Linked DNA regions of Cricetulus griseus: region 2 is linked to region 1. The links are chromatin contacts, called in public Hi-C maps. All regions are on one chromosome and are shown on one strand. The core of a region is the stretch at or near the end of the contact, and the rest is flanking DNA. Distances in the headings are between cores, read along the strand shown. Region 1 overlaps Susd1 (sushi domain-containing protein 1). Region 2 holds the start of Ugcg (UDP-glucose ceramide glucosyltransferase).

Region 1 (5,070 bases), core at 1,401-3,900:
TCTCCTAATGAATGCTTATACTGAAAATTTTATTCTCTCTTTACAGATGAGGGTCCAAGGCACAGAGGAAGTAAGCACAGCTCAGATGTCTATGATCAACTTAAGGGAAATTTGGTCCCAGTGGAAATTCTGTAGGATCCCTGGCACCTGCAAGCACAGCCATGGAACACACCACTTTTAATAGTAAAGCAAAACTCACTGTCCCAGGGTGTGTTGTCACAAGACTTTCTAGAAAAACATGGACTGGCCAGGTATATGGTCTACATTTATGACCCCAACACTTGGGAAGTTGAGGCAGGAGAATCATGAGTTTGAGGTCAAACTGGATTGCATAGTAAGACCTTATCTCAGAGTAACAACCAAAAAAAGAAAAAGAATCGTACCTTGTATATTCAGACCAAGAGAATCTCGACACTTTAAGACGCTAAATTATCAAATGGAAAGAGGAGCAATGGGGAAATTGAAAGTTATTTGTATCTTATATATGGGTAGACTTGATCATCAGACACAAAGACAGTAGAATGTTGGGAAGAATATGCTAGAACAAAGCCAACTCCATCAAGCCATTTCACAGTTGAACACTGGAATGATGATGTCCAAGTCTTTATCTCAACACCACCCCTCTCTACCAGTGGAACTTCAGCTCATCAACCACTGTGTGTTTATGTTTTCACTCTGAGGGATACTCTAAGCACATGGAAACTGTAACAACAGTACCCACCTTCCAGGGTTACTGTGAGAAATAATGATTTGCCACACAGCACCAGCCACCTAGCATTCAATCAACAAATGTCCGCTACTGTTAACTATTGTTACCATTATTCTATAACTGGGAAGGAGAAAAAAAGTGGCTAATTAGTATAAAGTGATTTTGATCACTAAAGCTTATTCTATATTACCAACAAAAAATTCAGTAAATACTTAAATTGAAATATAAAATAACTGAAAAATGTTGTTATTTATATACTATTAAAGTGGGTGAGAATTGTTTGATATATTTATTTTAAATATAATTATTTAAAATTATTTAATTTTAATTAAATAATATTTATCATTTAATTATTTAATAAATTATTTAACTATATTTAAATTGGGAGCCTTATAAACTTAACTACATTCAAAAGCATGTATTTTATATACACGAAACTGCCATTAGTAGGGCTAAAAAGCTCCATTTGCACTATTAGTGAAGTTTTAGGTTTGTAAGAGAAAATGCTGCCTTTAATCCCAGCACTTGAGAGGCAGAGGCAGGCAGAGCTATAAGTTCAAGGCCAGCCTGGTCTATAAATCGAGTTCCAGGACAGCCAGGACTACACAGAGAAATCCTGTCTCAAAACAAAACAAAAACAAACAAAGGTGTAAGTATGAGAAAGAGAGATGGGGGAGGGAGTGAGCATTCAGCATTGGAGATGGGGTGGGGGTGAGGGCTGGCACTTTCACTGAGTACGCCATGCAGCTAACCCTTCCTCCTCTCTAGTTCTCGTTATCAGTATTTTCACTATGTGCTTCCTGCACATTTTAATCTTTGATAAATAAAAACATGTACTGGAGTTCACGCTGTGTGGGTTCTGGATTTGCTATTTGTTCATCAGGAGTTACTAGTGAGGCGACGTCAGCTTTGCATCGTTATCCCGCCCATTTCTAGGCCCATATACAGCCTGCCCAAACCAATGTGTCCACAGGGGTGTTGTTAACTGTTAACAGAAGTCAAAACACACAGTTTTCCACCCTACTTCCTTGGCCAGGGAGTGAGTCTGTGGAAGAAGGAAAGGAGAGACACCTAAGTGATCTCATGCTCTGTGCTGACTCACTAGAATCACTGTCACTGTTGCTATCAGAGAGCCAAGCCATCACCTGAAGATCTGGCCTGCCCTTGACCTCAAGCTATCTTCAGGAACACTTTTGGTGGCGCCTCCTTTGTACAAAGTCCTTGTCCACTCCCCAGCCCTAGACTTCTCTTCCAGATCTCACAAAGGTCATCTGCACTTGGTTATCTGTCTTATTTGAAAATTGTGTGAAACTGCTCTGATGGGGTTCTTATAGGTAGAAAGACCTTACCCCCTCACAATCCAAAAGGACAGAGGCAGAGCAGGAGCTGAGGAACCCAGCTTCCCTGACCATCCACCTGCAGTGTCTGCCTCAGCAGTGGGTCCAGCTATTCCTCGCTATAGACATTATTATTGAAAAATGGTCTCTGGGCCTGGTGAGGTGGATGACGTGAGTGAGTAAGAGCCCAGCAGCTCACCGTCAGCTGTACCTCAGCTCCAGGGAACATGACACTCTCATCTCACCTCTGAGGGTACCACACTCAAACGGCACACACTCACAGACACAGATACATGCATAAATTTGATTTATTTGCATAGCATAATTTGGACTTGGGCTCCCAGCATGATTCAAGTTCTTGGTGACAGGTTTTTTCAGTTCACTCTGTATACAAACTCTCAGTCTAAGCACACTCAGGGGGTGTAGCCACATGGCTTCTTCCTCTGAGAATGCCTTACTAATAAAATTTACAAGTGGCCAATTTGAATTATAGTATTTTTATGGTCTTGCCATTCTCTGGCTCCCCTCCCTTCCACAGTCTCATGCTGTGGGACCTTTTATTTCCCTTCTGAATCATCTGTAGACTATTCTCTTGGAAACTCAGCTGAGTGAGTCATGTGCTGTGTTAGTCATTCTGAGAGAAAGTAAATAGCTTTGAACCGTAACCCTCTTCTCCACAGAGGCTCTCTGCTCAGCGAGTAAACAGTAAACGGCCTCTCTTTAATCCTTCACTGAGAGACCACAGGTGCTGAAGAGGAAGTTAGACCCTGGGACAACCTTGACGACTTCCTCTGGGTGTGGACATGTTGTTTTCAGAACTGTACACAGGTATATGGTCATTTCCTGAAAGCAACTGTTGCCATCAAATAGTACAAATAAATTGGCACCATGACTCAGGTTGGCTTGGGTCATACATGTGCAGAGAGCAGTTGGTGCTTCACTTTGAACATGGGAGAACAAGAGTGAGGATTCAGTGTTTGACCTATCTTTGTTATTCTCCAGTCTTCCTATTTGAGCTCCCTGCAGTGGGGGTGGGGGGGTTTAGAAAAGGGGAGCAAAGCGGGAAATAAATTCACAGGTAATTAATGTTTGATAAAGCAGCAACAATACTGCATTCGTCCAATGATTCGCTCACAGCTGTTCTGTGGTTCCGGGTTCAGATACACTCTGACAGGTTCTCAACTCAGCACCTTTACAGCGCTGGTCTCCGTGTGCTGAAAGCCCTGCCTTTCCTTCTGGAGGCTCTGGGGAAGAATCTGCTCTCAAGTTCATTCTCACTGTCAGCTAAATTCAGCCCCTTGAAGCTACAGAACTATCTATGGTCCTTGTTTTCTTATGATCTGTCAGCAAAGGCTCTTTTCTCCTCCCTTGCCATGTGGCTTTTCAACATTAGCAGGAAACTAACTCCTGGTGTCAAACCCGTCTCAGTCTTAGGCTTTTCCTAGTCCCTGACCTGTAGACCCAGGTTCAAGGGCTTGTGTGATAGGTTAGGACTATTGGAATACTCACTTTGCTGAAGACTCAACCTCAAAATGCCTCCCCATAGCATCACTTAGAATAGCCTTTGAATGAATCACCAGGGTCCATCAATGTGAGAGACTACCTTATAATTCTACTCACCACAACTCTGGGGGTGTTTTAGTGTGTGTGTGTGTGTGTGTGTGTGTGTGTGTGTGTGTGTGAGAGAGAGAGAGAGAGAGAGAGAGAGAGAGAGAGAGAGAGAGAGAGAGAGAGAAATCCCCAATATCCCTAGGGGATTTATTCCAGAAAATCCTCCCCTAAGATATCAGAATTTTTTAATATTAAAGCCTCCCATGAAGTGTGTTTGAACATAACCTGTCTACAGCTTATTTTGTACTTTTTATTTGTCTCTGGATTACTTAGAATGGTGAGAACAATGCAAATGCTATGCACATAGCATATTGTTTTAGGAATAATGAGAAGGGAAAAGGCCAGCCTATTTTCAGCACAGCTGCTGTTGTTTTCTGGAATATTTCATCTGCAGCTGATGGACTCCACAGATGCGGAGACAGCTGGCTGACTGTACACCTGCATACTCACCGTAAACTTGTATCTTGCTATTTTTCTCTGTTTATTTAATTTGACAAATATTAACTAAGTGCTTCATTCTTCATAAAAAAAAAACTGATGGCTGCCTACCTGCTGGGTTCAAGGCACTGTGACTATCTAATGTATGCCAGGCAATGATCCAGTTTTTGTTTGTTTGTTTGTTTGTTTCAATATTCTCTACAAGTGTTTGAAACCTCAAAGAAAAAGATAATTGCCAGCTGCTTTTCAGTGTGGGAGAACCGCTAAAGGAAAAGAGAGAGGAAGGTGTGGCCCTAAGGAGTTCTGAAGAGCTTCGGGAAGAGGGTTTGGTTTTCATCTTGAGCAGATGGACGGCAACAAGCAGCAAGTCACATATAGCTAACAGGGTATTAGGGTGGGAGTCATCAAGTCATTGTGTGAGCAAGGTCCTTATATAAAAAGACGGAGAATAGCTAGGACACCCATCTGAATGGAGCATGAATGGAGCAGAATGACAGAAGTAGTCATCAGAAAGTGTGTTGTTGTCAAACCAAGGCTGGAAGGCAATGGAAGAGCCTGGAGAAGCCACCAAAGGAAATACAAAAATGAGTAATATACTTCAGAAGTGAGTCAGGTGGCAGCAGGCAGGCTGGGAGAGAAAGGGGAAACCTGAACTCCTGTAACGGGAGATGCACAAGGAGGCTTTGCCATCTGTCTGTGCAACAGGGATGAAAGTGTGAGCTCTGCATGGACAGAAATGAAAGCGGGTGCAACATGCAGTCTGGAAGAGAACTGAGGAGTCACCAACGACATGGGTTTCATTCCTGTGCCTGGAGAATGCTCCCTGATTATAGCTTGCCATCATCTCAGTGACTCAAGAAATTGCAGACTCCCAGGACTTTGTGGCTGGACGGAATCTCAGCCCAGGCAGAGGCAACTGAGACTAGCCAAGTTAAACACCATTTCAAAGACACTGTCTGAGCAGGAGCTTGACTG
Region 2 (5,070 bases), core at 846-3,345, 140 kb before region 1:
CAGTTGTGAGCTGCCATGTGGGAATTAAACCGGGCTCCTCTGGAAGAGGACCATTTCTGAGCCATCTCTCCAGCCCCCATAACAAGCACATTTTAAGAAAAAGAAAGCTGGCCTATTATTTTATTTGTACGATGCCACTGAGTATGAGATGCATTTCCATTTTGGAATCGTAAAAATGCTTCAAGAATTCTTCAAAATTGGGTCTTAGAATTGATTAATCACAATCGTGGCATTTAAAAGCATGTGCTACTATTTCCATGTGTGGATTCCATCCTGCTATAACTATCAACAAGTAACTCTCAACAATTCGAAATTAATTTTTAAGTATGATTCTTTCTTGCTGATTTTACACCAGCAGAACCGCGACATTGCAAACCCTAAATTCTTGTAATTGTAGGTTTTTTGTTTTTGTTTTGGTTTGGTTTGGTTTTTGGTTTTTCTGGGGGGGGGGCGGTTGGTTTGTTTTTCGAGACAGGGTTCCTCTGTATTGCTTTGGAGCCTGTTCTAGCACTCACTCTGTAGAACTCACAGAGATCCACCTGCCTCCACCTCCCGAATGCTGGGATTAAATGTGTGTGCCACCAACGCCCAGCTAATTGTAGTTTATGTATCATGTAAATCATTGATTGAGGCTGCCCAATTATTTTATTTTATTTGGATTTTTCAAGACAGAGTTTTTCTGTGTAACTTTGTAGACCAGGCTGGCCTCGAACTCACATAAGTCTCTTTGCTTCTAGCTCCTAAATGGTGGGATTAAAGGCGTGCACACCAGTGAGGAGTTGAGGCTGCCCAATTATTAACTACCATCAATAGAGGGAGGTCAATGGAGGGAGAACAATCTTAAATAATATAAATGTATCCAGGCTGAAGAAACAAATGGAAACATTACTACCAGCCTCTCCCAGGACTGATTTAAAATTAGGATACTGTTTTGTTTTTCCACTACAGGGATTCACTGAATCTGCCCAGCCTGGCCTGGAACATGTATGTTCAAGTGCAGGTAATCCTCCTGCCTCAGTCCCAGAAGTAACTGGGCTACATACAGGCTTCCCACACAGTGCCAAGCCTTATTTCCCCCATTTCAGCATCGTGTACACGTGTAATTAAACGTTTAAGTCCTAGCAACATTTTAACAGCCTTAAAAAATGTAACGTAATTTAACCCAGTATATCCAAAATCTATTCTTCCCTCAAATAACACGAGATTTATGAATGAGATGGTTTGTCGGCTTCCGCGCCGTACTGGCAATAGTAACAGCCCAGCCCTGCTTGAACTGGCTACATTTCCCTAACTCTCTTGGTTACATCTTCGCCAAGTTACATTCAGCTGCCCTAGTGGACGCACAATCTTGGGCGATTCCAGCCAGCATCAAGGGATTCTTCCAGTTCTGAGCCTGGGGAATTCCTGAAATAACACAGTCTCTTCTTGGCTCCTCCGGATTTGGCCAAGAGAAAGTGTAGAGGCGGCGCGTGCTGCTTAGAGACGGTGCGGGGAGCACACGGAGATTGAACCCGCGAGCGCGGGCGCGGGCACGGGCGCGGGTGGCAGCAGCGGTTGGTGACTGCCGGGCGGCGAGCACGCGGGGGCAGCTCCGCCCGTGGGCGCGCGGGCGGGCACCAAGGCGCGAGGGCGCCGCCCCGGGGGGCGGGCAGCGGGCTTCGGAGGGCGGGGCGGGGCGGACCGCACAGTGCCGGGACTCGGGCGCCGGCAGCGGGTTCGGATCAGAAGGCGAAGCAGCAGCAAGCGAGCGGGTCGGCGGCTGCGGCGGCGGCAGTCGGGAGGGTCTGGACCACAGGAGCCCGAGCGCGCGGCAACGGCCGCCTAGAGCGCGCAGCGAGATTAGCGCTGCGCCCGCAGCCCCCCAGCGCGCGCACGTTGAGGAGCGCGCGGTGCCGAGCGCGCGCTCAGCGGCCAGGGGCGCGCAGGCCCTGCCCGCCCCTTCCGTCCGCACGCCCCCGCCGCCCCGCCGGCCCTTCCTCTCCCACCTTCCACTCGCGGCCCGCGCCCCGCACCCGGCAGCCCCCGCGTCCTCCTCCCGCGGCAGCGCTGTCCGCGGCGGCCGGAGCGGGCCGGGCCGGGCCAGCGGGCCGGGGGATGGCGCTGCTGGACCTGGCCCAGGAGGGAATGGCCTTGTTCGGCTTCGTGCTCTTCGTGGTGCTGTGGCTGATGCATTTCATGTCCATCATCTACACGTGAGTTGGAGGGTCGGGGCCTGGGGACCAGCGAAGCTGGCAGGCGTGTGCGCCGTGGAGGGTAGCGGGTTCCGGGGGTAGAGAAAGCTGATCCTCAAACCGTCCCCCGCCTTGGTCTCCTTGGGGCGGTGCGGCGCGGGGTCCTGGAGAGGGAATAGCGCTGGTGTCGCGACAGGGCTTCTGGGTTGCAGGCGACTGCAGAGCCCTAGGGAAGGAGCCTGCTTCTGTGTCTGGTGGAGGGTTTCCTGCTTGGTCTGATTGTGTAGGGGATTCGTGTGATCTTTTTTTACATCAGGGCCAAGATGTATGGTGTATTGTGGGGTTTCCCCCTCCCTCCGCGCGGGCCACGTCTCTTATGGTGATGGTCCTTAGCACTCTTCCGGGAGCTGCTCACCACCACCCTGAGACGTCCCTGTGGGTTTTCTCCTTCCTGGAAGAGCTGTATGCTTACATAGGTGTGGAGCACCTGCCCGCCTGGAAAAACGTCTCGGAGCCAGTCTGTGTACAGCTTTCAGTCCTATCAGAGTGGCATTTCAGTATGACTTACTTTCTCTCTCTCTCTCTCTCTCTCTCTCTCTCTCTCTCTCTCTCTCTCTCTCTCTCTCTCTCTCTCCTGTCTCTCTTTTCTCTCTTCTCTCGTCTTTCTTACTTAATTCTTTATTTATTGGCTTGTTTAGAGTTGTATTCTTCCTGCCCTCCAAATAGAAATTTTCATTTGACAGGTAGCTCCCAAGGCCTACTAGATACCACCTAGTATTGGACTAAGGACACAGAGATGACAGCAGAGCAAAACTCCTGCCCTCGAGAAGCTTACCTTCTAGAAGGATGAAACATGATAAAAAAAAAAAAATCCAAAAAAAGGTTATGTCCTATAAAGCAGAACAGGGTGAATAAAACAGAACAGGGTGAAGGAGTGGAGAGACATGATATCAGTGATCCTTCAATGAAATATCTTTAAAATGAAGTCTATGTAAATAAATGAAATAAATGTGTAGAGATGAACTCACTTGGCGGTTTATCCTGGGTCGGGGGAGTAGGAATAGGGTAGAATAGGATGTTACTTTTAGATGCATTTACCCCAATAGAAATGATATGCCTTTCTCTGTTCGGTGTGCCATTTCCTGATACCGAGTAAGATGACACTTGTACAAGATAAGCTGACACTTTTTTGTTTTGTTTTGTTTTTTTTGAAAGTGAAAGAAAACATACCTCGGGCAGTATGACATTGCTGACTTTTATAATTTTTAAGCTGTATTTATTGTAACCACACAGGCTCTTAAAAAATAGTTACTATATAAGAAATTTAGACAGTACAGAAAGGAATAAAGAAGACAGTTATAACATATACAAAAATATTACCCTGTTAACTTTTTGTGCCTACATTCCCCATTATATATTTTTTTTATATGAAGAAGGCAGGCAAAGGGGGAGAGAGGAAACCAAGTCATGACTGTCGGTGTGGATTGTAGGCTGCTACTCCTTTGCTCTAGGTCTAAAATCCATATATGAGTGAGTATATACCATGGCTGTTTTAAAATCTCACCTACTTAGTGAGTGGTTTTTGAGAAGCAGTGCAAGGCACTGTTCTAGGTGCTAGAAGTAGGCACAAAGAACCAAATACTCCAGGCTACTGCTCATAGGGAACTTTGCCTTCAAAGTGACCTGATCCTTGTCTTTTCCATATCAACAAATGTGTGAGCTCTCTTCAATGTTTGAGTTAGATGCATAGCATTTTAGCTTATGAGCTATTAATATTTATTTGTTGTTACCGATAAGAAATTCAGTTGATTCCAGTTTATTAAGCAGCATTGTAATGATTTTATTTGTATTTCTTAACTTTTTCCTGTGCTGGGAGCCAAACGAAGGGCCTTCTGCATGTTGGGCAAGAGCTTTATCCTTGAGATACATTACCAGTCCCTGTAATGAATTCTTACACATGTATCTCCTTAGTTCACATTTCAGAGAAAGTATTGGACATAAGATGGTACATCTTTTAATCTTTGATACAATGTTACCTTATAAAAAATGTTACAGCTACTCAGCTACTCATAGTCCTGGCCATATTGGATGAGGGTTATTTCCTTCTTTTGTATCCCTTATTCTTCACAGTTTCTTTTGTTTTGATTTTCATCTGTTTAGTTATTGGTTCCACTGAATAGTTTTCAGATATTTATATGCTAGTTTCATTGAGTCATAAATTATGTGGGCATGATCTTTTGCCTGTACTGCAGTCTATTGCCAGGTTCATCTGTTTAATGTGAAGGTAACTTCTGTGTTAATCTGTCGCATGGTGTAATTTTCCCAGTCTATTTTATTGTCTCTCAATTTGAGACTGGGGTATTAAGTGGACAGGTCTTCTGTTTTATGTTTCCTTTTATCATCTGCATTTCCAATTATATGTTAATTACATGTTTGTTTCCTTCTAATGTTGTGAATTTTCTTTTAATTTTTCATTTATTACACTGTGATTCTCTCAGCATTTTTTGTTATACAATGAGAATTTAGAACCCTAATGTTAGTTTTACTTACATAGTTACCAACCTGTTCCCAGGTCATTTATCAAGTGGTTCAATTGTTCTTTGTTTAGAAAAATAACAGCCTATTTCATAGACTAAATTCTTTGTACTTAGGTATATTTCAGGGCTTCTAGTGCCGTTTCATGGTCCCACTGTTTTCTGTACAAGATCTATTCTGTTTTTATTAATGAAGTTTTATTAGCTGGTGAGACAGCCCTTTCATTTCTTGGAAACTTTCTTGACTTTTATAAATACATTTATTATTTAGAGGTGAATTTTAGAATCTTTGTTTCAGAGTCTTTAGGTTGTTAGTTGTAATATGAAATTTATAGCTCAACTTGGAGCACACACTTCTTCCAAAC

The links. A called contact is a pair of places that touch in the nucleus more often than the background predicts.
Region 2: a Hi-C map of the CHO-K1 cell line shows a contact between it and region 1, with 4 times the contacts expected there. The contact joins the promoter of Ugcg here to the enhancer-like site in region 1. A contact is called at or near these places in 2 of 8 Hi-C or Micro-C datasets (both in the CHO-K1 cell line).

The regions. Positions count from the first base shown.
Region 1 is chr2:84,500,716-84,505,785 of CriGri-PICRH-1.0, reverse strand. All of the region lies in intron 17 of Susd1 (sushi domain-containing protein 1), which reads right to left. Among named protein-coding and RNA genes, the nearest start is that of Susd1, 120 kb to the right of the region's middle. Within about 2 kb of position 2,650, at least 6 of the 6 cell types and tissues checked have open chromatin away from gene starts, as enhancers often do. A contact at or near this core is called in the CHO-K1 cell line, where this site is marked.
Region 2 is chr2:84,636,898-84,641,967 of CriGri-PICRH-1.0, reverse strand. Ugcg (UDP-glucose ceramide glucosyltransferase) reads left to right here and starts at 2,095. Exons shown (of 9, transcript NM_001246692.1): 1 at 2,095-2,192. The coding sequence starts at 2,095.